2 separate regions of the Bombyx mori genome follow, and region 2 is linked to region 1. The links are chromatin contacts, called in public Hi-C maps. All regions are on one chromosome and are shown on one strand. The core of a region is the stretch at or near the end of the contact, and the rest is flanking DNA. Distances in the headings are between cores, read along the strand shown. Region 1 overlaps Grf (nuclear receptor GRF). Region 2 has its middle 22 kb from the start of Grf.

Region 1 (4,075 bases), core at 660-3,159:
CAACCCGGACCTCGCTGTACTATAATGATAGATCTTTATGCAATTAAGATTTTTTTTATGTAAAATGAACGCGAAATTAAAGCACGGAACGTGTAAGATCTAATTTTAAAGAGTAATTAGATGCGTACCGCGTAGAAAATATGAAGGAAATTGTGTGGTAGATTAATTATTATTATTTTCCTACATATGCTGATAGCCTTGAAAGGCTATTTCAACTTCGTCCTAACGCGTGTAGGTGAGCTCACGGGACTAAAACCGGAAGTGTTGTTTCTAACACTGGTCCTAGCAAGGGCAGTGCTTCGCAGAATCTACCACTGGATCGGAAACGCGACCCACTGAGAAGATTCGGCGAGAAACTCAGTGGGCTAAGATCAATAAAGGCAGCTGTTTCGTGTGTGTGGGACATAACTTAGTACCATTCGTAATTGGTGATAAGGGAATGTTTCTTTCAGGAAAATCTAGGTCCCGTCATTGAAGTTCAATCAGTGATTTGTTCTTAGTTACACCTAAATACCATAAAATTTGTGCAGCATACAGACGCAACCGTTCTATTTTACTTTATATAATAGAATTAATTTATACATTGCACTTAGTTAGGTAAACAAATTTTATTTAATGGTTGAATAGCAATACTGTTTGAATCCATTTAAAAAATACTTGTCAATGTTAAAACGTTTGTAGATTTTCAAATGACAGTATTATAGACACACAACCTTGTGATAGCAAAAATCTTTTTATTTATTTAAATCAGTCGAATTCAAATTAGCTGCATGTGTGTTTTAAATTGGAAGCATCAAAATTTTCATGCACACATGGAATTCATTTTACAGCAAACGAGCTGATGCTTGATATACGAGGTGTAGTTTGACGTCGGTTCGATAAATTGAAATATACGAACGAACGGTGAAAAATAGTGAACAAATATTATTAAAGTCGATGTACTCATAACGTCGAAGGCCTCCCGATAGCGAGCTCTACACGTAAACAAATTACCTACTATACGGCTACATTTACTATTGAATCTCGATTATTCTAACTCGGTCTTATTTGCGTTAAATTAAACGAAAATCGCCCCTAATATATTTGTGTGGTGTGTTTGATTCAAACAGCCAATCGATTTAAACAAATAAGACAAAAAAAATTGTATTTTCTTCGTCTTCGCGAATCATAGACATAATCAAAACTGCTGTACAGCTTAACCACTTTTTTATTATTTTCATTTCATTATATATTTAGTAAAATAATCTTAATCAAACAACAGTTATCGATTTACAAATTTTGAAACTAAAAATCAAATCGTTTGAGGAGTTGGTTGTTGTTGGGCGCAAAACTACGAAAAAATAATGCGAAATGTAGCCGGGCGCAACGACACGTGGCGTCGCGATGCTTAGGGGGGTGGTGGGGCGACACCAGTGGTAGGGGTGTGACCTACTTTCCCGTGTGTCGGTGACCGCGGCCGACCTTCGGGCTTGCAACGATCGAATATACGATTGTGATCATCCGCCCCGAAATAAAAGTGTTGCAAGTTGCGTAATCGTCTTTATTGTTGTCTGTTTACCGCACTACGGCTTTTATCGCTCATCTCCTATACAATCTGTATGTACTCTTTATAAACACGTGTTCGTGCAATACTCTGTACGTACTTATATCGATACATTGCTAGTTTCGAGTAAAGATCCGATTTTCCTCGTGACAATTTCAAACTCGTAATAGACACCGTGCTATCGACAAGTATCAAGTACTCTATCGAATGGTGACTTATCTAGGTTCGTACGAACCTACGTAAAACCTCTGCGGGCGACGATTGCATCACGCGGCTAGAAAGATCGGTCCCCACCAATGATGTGGCAAAGGACGCGAAGTGAAATAGAGATCGTCCTCGAAGCGAGAGCGGTGCACGCGTTGCACTAGTCATTGTGCGGTTGCAGTTCGCACGCACGGCCGCCTGAGTGACCTAATAGCGGCTGGAGGGAGGGACCGGGAAGCGCAGCGCGGGGAGCGGGCCGCAGCCGCTCGTGCGGTAGGTCGGGCTCATAGCGCGCGCCCGCCGCCCGCCGCCGCGGCAACACGCTCTGGAAAACTTTCTTCGTGACTTTTCCTCGCCTAAAACTCTACTGATATTCGCACGTGAGCGCCGAGACCGGTACGCGCACGCCGGTCTCACATGATTCTCTTAATCATTGCTCCGCATTCAAATTATAGTTGGGTGCAATATTGAACAATAAAAACCCGGTGAACAATAATGTGATTCCAAAAAATTCTAATGTTACATTTTAATATATGGATGGTCGTGCGATGTAAGCCGGGTCGCGTACGAAGTTAAAACTACGCCTATGGATCTTGTCATAAAAAGTTGGTAATGTTTATGATTTTCTGTTACGTGTATTCTATTTCCATCGAAACGTACGAGGCAGCGAGATTTCCACAGTTCTGAAGTAATTTTCGAAAATATTAATAAAGTGTTTAAATTTCATGTTATAAATTCTTGCGCTTTGATAATTCTCCGAATGTATGTAAATACTCGAAATTATATAGTGGATATGTTAATACATGGTAACTGTAATTATTATAACGGCAATGCAGTCGTGAGCGGATGACGTAGAGCCCTTTTGTGAAGTCGGCACAGAGCGTAGGCACAACGCTTCCGGGCTCGGCATCTGCGCTCGCGCCGCGCCGCTAGCTTTCACTTTCCCCTTGTCCGTCGCGCTGTTACATCTCATCGTACCCGCCGCGAACACCACAAACGTTTCCTGATTTTCCTAATTTATCTAAGTTTCCTAATTGTGAAATCAAAATCCTGTACGTCAACTTTAAATTCGATTGAACCTATACGTAAAACTAAATTCATCATCTCTCGCTAATATTATCATTCGCTAATATTATATGTACGTTTCATGGTTTCTATTTAAATTAAAAGATAATTTATCTATGTCCCCCGATGGCTTACATTATGACGCAATCAACTAATCTAGTCGGCGACGTCGGGAAGTGCAGTGTCGGGTCCCTGCGTCGCTCCGCGCCTTCTAACTATGATCACGCCGCACGGTCGTTGACATTTCACCTAGTTTCTATTTGTTGCTTCTAAAAATCTATGGTGTTGTTTTTCGTTGGCGTGCAGACAAAATGCTGTAGCTATTGTTGAACGATCGTGTTTGTTCCCAGGCGAGTCGGCGGCCGACACCAGCACTTCGTCACCTGACCCAGGACCGCCTTCGCCGCGTATGTCTGAAGCCGGGTGCAGCACGCCGCCGCACCCGCCGCCCGTGTTCGATGGCGGTGGCTCTCCGTCACCTTCACCCGCTTGCCATCCCACCGTTATACGCTCGGCGCCACCCTACTCAGTCATCAAGTTTGAAGGTGCACAATCCGCTGTCAAAGCAGAAAGTTCGCCTGCGAGTGGAAAAAACCAGCCCACAACGCAGTCTCAGTTGTCTTCAGTGAAGTTGGAAAGCGCACCGCAAGAATCACCACAACCGTTCAGACCACGTACCCTCGTACCGCCTCCGCCTGGAGTTCACGCTAATCTATCACCAGGACATTGGCCGCCGGCCGCTTGTATAAATGGTGTTAAACCTGAACTTATAGGCGGAAATTTTCCACCACAGCCGATTGAAAATAAACCAGGTGCGCGTGGACAAACACAATGGAGAGGTACTCCTGCTGTTATAATGGGCGAATCCGGAGGTGTCCGAACAATGTTCTGGACCTTACCAGCGCCTAGTTCAAGTAGTGAGCCTGCAGCCAGTGCTTCGCATACTTCATCCACGCCTTCTCCTGATCCAGCTTCATGCAGTGAGGAGTCAGCAGCGAGGCTATTACTCAATTTAGGTGGCGAGTTACGACGACCTAGAGGGCCACCATTGAACATGGAACTACTCTGGGCCGGAGACGTGTCCCAGCTCCCTGCTCACCAACAAATTCATGCGTTAAATCTGAGCGCCGCTGCCGGAAGCATCGCGGGTTCTTCTCCAATGGCAGGTGCTAGTTCCTTAGCGTTACCCAGACCAGAACTGCGTACATATGCACCAGAGACTGAACGCGATGAAGACGAACAACCAATGATATGCATGATTTG
Region 2 (4,454 bases), core at 851-3,350, 41 kb before region 1:
TTTGTTGGCGATTTTCAAGTATTTCTGTGCATATCTGCAATGATTATTAAAATATGGGTTATCAGGGTATTATCGTTTGTTTTGAAGACTTTATCTACAGAACGTTCATTAAATTATGAGCCCAATTCTGGATGTCTGTCAGATGTTAATGCAGAATTATAAATATTTAAGCATTAACACTAATCGCGTTACAAAAATATCTCTCCATTTCATTTAGTGTAAGATTGTTTTTGGGGTTGGGGTTCAACTCATATAGATCTTATAATTACGAGTCTACTTAATCCTTCTTATTCTTATGTCATGATCTATTACAGTATCACATATATTAAAGAAATCCAGTTATATATATTTCATTTGTTATCCAAAGCAGATGAAACTACGGTGTACCTGATATTTAGTTACTGGAGTCCATATCACAGAGTACAATCCATCATCTACGAAGTAGTTTCCATTCCATTATTAAAACAATAATAGAATTAATAATTAAAATATTAAGATCTTAATAGTATAAACAATAAAAAGACAATATATTTAAAAAAAAAAATCGCACGCTACATATTAAAACTATTCTTATACGATAATGTCAATCACATGCTTGAATCCAAACGGATGGTGTAGCAGATGCACCGCACATTTTTTTAAGAGTTTCAAAAAGATTAATTCGCAGTAAATTAATGATGACTTTAAAACTTTTTGTTAATCCGTAATGAAGTCGGCTACCTAAAGTGAGTCAGAGAGCGGTAAGCTAGATATGAGAAGTGGGTTGGTATTTAGCTTGCGGAAGCACTTTCGTGACTCTCAACTGATCATGTGTCAAAACTTACTGGTATTGAAACTACTTTTGGAAAATAAAATCCGCATAGTAAATATAAATATATACGCTCTTTATTTAATAAAAACATAAGTTTTTTAACAGACAATTATTTTTTTTTCATTATTCTTATATAAATATCTAATTTTATTTTTAGTAGTATTGTCTAAATTATAACACATATTCACTTCTAAAAGCTACGATCGATGCATTATTGAATTTCATTTGTTCAATCTATCGAAAAATCCGTTAAGGCGCTGGTCAATGACGATCTGAAAATAGTTTCGTGTTAAAAATAAGGTTGAAAACTTTTCGATGTCGTCCCTAAGGTGGTGTTAATATTGAAAGGTTTTAAATTTATATAATAACTCGTCTAAGTCTTGTAGTGTTGAACTATCAATAAAATTCCGAAAAATGAATGTTACCAGCATCCATTTAGTAGACCAAATATTTAAATATGTTTTTTTTTTTTGCACTGTTAACGAGATTGAAATATTTTGTTAATATTTTGTGGTCAAGTGGTCACCGCAGCCTGTCGTAGATATCGACCACGTCAATGCCGCTTCCCACCATCAGACATAAGTTCTAAGTCTCAGTTCTTACAGTACAACGGCTGCTCCACCATTCAAACCGAAACGCATTACTGCTTCATGGCAGAAATAGGTAGAGTGGTGGTACCCACCCGTGCGGGCTCACATGACGTCTTATAACCAGTATACAATATAATAATATATAAATCACAATCATAGCCCTTGAATCTCGAGAGAAAAACATGCCACGTGGTTCCACTGCATGTATTGAAAAGAGCGTAAGCGACACTGAGTATTGTGAGACTTAGTTCTCATGAAAACATTGAAATAAAAATTTCTTAAAAGTATCAAAATGTTTTTGTCAATAACGAATTCATATAACTGATAAATTTGGAAAGTAGGTAAGATTAAGATAGCTTTTTAGTACAACGACCTTAATTAAGTCTCTACCGTATAGCATTCGTTGGTAACACTATAAAAATACACACCCAAAAATAAAAGTGAGAATTTCAACTATCTCTTAACTCTATTATTTCATTACAATACCTAAGTTCTAACTAATACGTACTCTAAGTTTCCATGCGTGTCGTAACGCGCGAATCCGTACGTGCCGGCGAGCTGCGTTTGTGTGATTTTTTGACTAAATCACGCACACATGCGTAGCTGCGAAACTAGGTCGGTTCAGTGACCTATATGTTTATCTAACGATTGTGGCGCGAAAGGCCCGCCTAGCTCTGTTATCATTATCGCGGCCTGTTCGCATTTTCGTGCACTCGTATAGGGTTATCTGGTGGGCAACCTGTCTCCTGCACTGCCCGGACAAAACATGCTATGATATTTGACACTTGTGAATTTACGATACAAATATGTATGTACACACATATTCTGATAATTCCGCAACTAGTTCACAGTGATCTGATTAAAGTTTTCCACATTTTCGCGGTTAATTTTATGTGACGATACTATATTTCGCAATTTAATGTTACGATAATATTTTTCTTCTAAACATTAATATAGTACAGTATACGTACTGAGAAAGTCTAAATTTATGGGAAATTGCCATTTAAAAATTGGAGGAAATGTTTATTTAAAATTAACGAAAAGTTTTTTAATTGCATCGTAAAGCTATAAAATAAATGCTTCAAGATATATTTTAGAAAAATCTTTTTTAAAAGAAAATTTAAACACACGCTTTTTTTTTAAATCTAATTTGAAACTCAGACTTTTGGAGACCAAACTATTGTCGCATTAATCTTTAAAAAAAATATATGAATCTACAGTTTTTATGAATGAAACTTCATAGTTCGAATTACCAATTCATAGATGGCGTTATAAACAGGAGTCGTGCGTGTTTACGAGCTCACTGTTTTTTACTTCACAAACTTCATGAAAAATAATCATAAGTCATGTCTATAACAATTTCCATTTAATAAATAAAATTAACTTTAATTATGGTAAGTCATGAACTCAATTCTAAAATTAAAAGACCATTTATCTAGTAAACTTTAAGTAATTATGTATTTTAAAGGTTTTATATGATTTTATTAATATCAGATTGCTTAGCATTTATTGGCAATTATAGGCAGCGTCTTGGCTATGCTTCATATTGCTGTAATCCATAAGCAACGGTGACAGCTTACAGATGTCAGATGGACCGTATGGTTGTTGCCTAAAAAGACAGTTAATTTTTTTTAGAAATAATATATAAATCATATTTCTCGAACTGTGTTCAAGTGATGTCGAAGGGCTGCCCTAAACAATTAACACCGGTGTGCTTAGTGCGAGTTTTTTTATCTTCTCGATCTCCATACAAATTTAAGTTAACTTTTACGCGTTCGAGAAGTTAAAAAAATCGCACTAAGCCCAGATCAGCTCCAAGCTCGTATTCAAATGTAGGGTGAAAGTTTGGCAATTGTAAGTAATGGTGAGCACATTTTTGTGGTGAGTAATGAAATAGCACAAAACGGAAAGATCTTTCTTTTCTTGTTAGCGCAATACTCATCAGATTAAAAGTTTTTTACAACCCATATCAACTAATTAGGAAAATTAAGGAACTTGCAACTAGGTTATGAAAACAGAAGACAAAAACAATAATATAGCGATGTTATAATTATTAAGGTTCAAATTCGTTTGAAAAGTGTTTGAATTTTAACCACAAATTAGACAGGAAAACAAATTCGCTATAACATTTTTAAACGGAATAGTAAATTATGGTATTCAAAAATATTAAACAATGTTTAGTAGCAAAAACTAAAACGCTGTTATATTTAATCTGGTGAATGTCATCTAGTAACTCGGAGAAACTTTAGATTAATATCCTAAATTACTTTTTCGTTTAATTCACTTTCACTTGGCAATACAAATGCTATTTGGTTTGTTTTAGACACAGAAATGTAGGTATATCCTGCTTATGGGAGGGCAATTTCTTTGAATATTGCAGAAGCTGGCGAATATACTAACACTTTTAGTTTTGCCGTTATTTAAATCCTTTGTAAGCGTTCACCAACTCTAAGTCAATGGAGTAAGGCTTAGTATAAAATGAGCTTGCTTATTCTCGTAGCTATATTCTTCGCCAAGGACGGTGAAAGTTGAGTGAAAGGACGTGCAACACTGACGTCATATAACTGAATACTATTGTTCATTTCGGTATTGTTCATGCTTGTGAAGCAAAAAAACTCTAATGAATACCTATTATAGTTATTATCGAAAAGAAACGCATTTAAGAAGACATATTCTTTATTTCGTTTACAGTGGCCCAGAGTTTCCAGTCTTTCTTATTTCTCCTTACCTAATCGCTTGTGGCCTAAGGGGCTATTCCAACTACGTGTGGTCTAGAGCTCATGGGGTTCTACTTCGGAGATTTTGCTAACGTCTTCCCTAGAAAGAGTACGGCTTCGCTGAATTTACCACCGCATCGGAATCGCGACCCACCGGGAAGATTCGGGGAAAAACTCAGTGGGCTGTGTCTATGGATTAATTTACTCGTCCAGCCCTTCGTCGCAAGCGACGGGTTCGACGAGGACTGTGACCGGAGCCTAACAAGAATAGTATAGGCCTATAATATAGTTGTTATTATATTTAGTGTAGATAGTATAGTATACAATAGTTATCTA

What was found. Hi-C and Micro-C count contacts between places; a contact is called where the count stands out from the background.
Region 2: a contact with region 1 is called in a Hi-C map of whole pupa, with 2.1 times the contacts expected there. The contact joins two enhancer-like sites. A contact is called at or near these places in 2 of 7 Hi-C or Micro-C datasets (both in whole pupa).

Annotation. Positions count from the first base shown.
Region 1 is chr15:5,036,850-5,040,924 of ASM3026992v2, reverse strand. Grf (nuclear receptor GRF) reads left to right here. Exons shown (of 8, transcript NM_001043550.1): 3 at 3,163-4,075. Among protein-coding and RNA genes, the nearest start is that of eIF3i, 18 kb to the right of the region's middle. Within about 2 kb of position 1,909, at least 6 of the 8 cell types and tissues checked have open chromatin away from gene starts, as enhancers often do.
Region 2 is chr15:5,077,642-5,082,095 of ASM3026992v2, reverse strand. It overlaps a transcript of Grf not described here. Among protein-coding and RNA genes, the nearest start is that of Grf, 22 kb to the right of the region's middle. Within about 2 kb of position 2,100, at least 2 of the 8 cell types and tissues checked have open chromatin away from gene starts, as enhancers often do.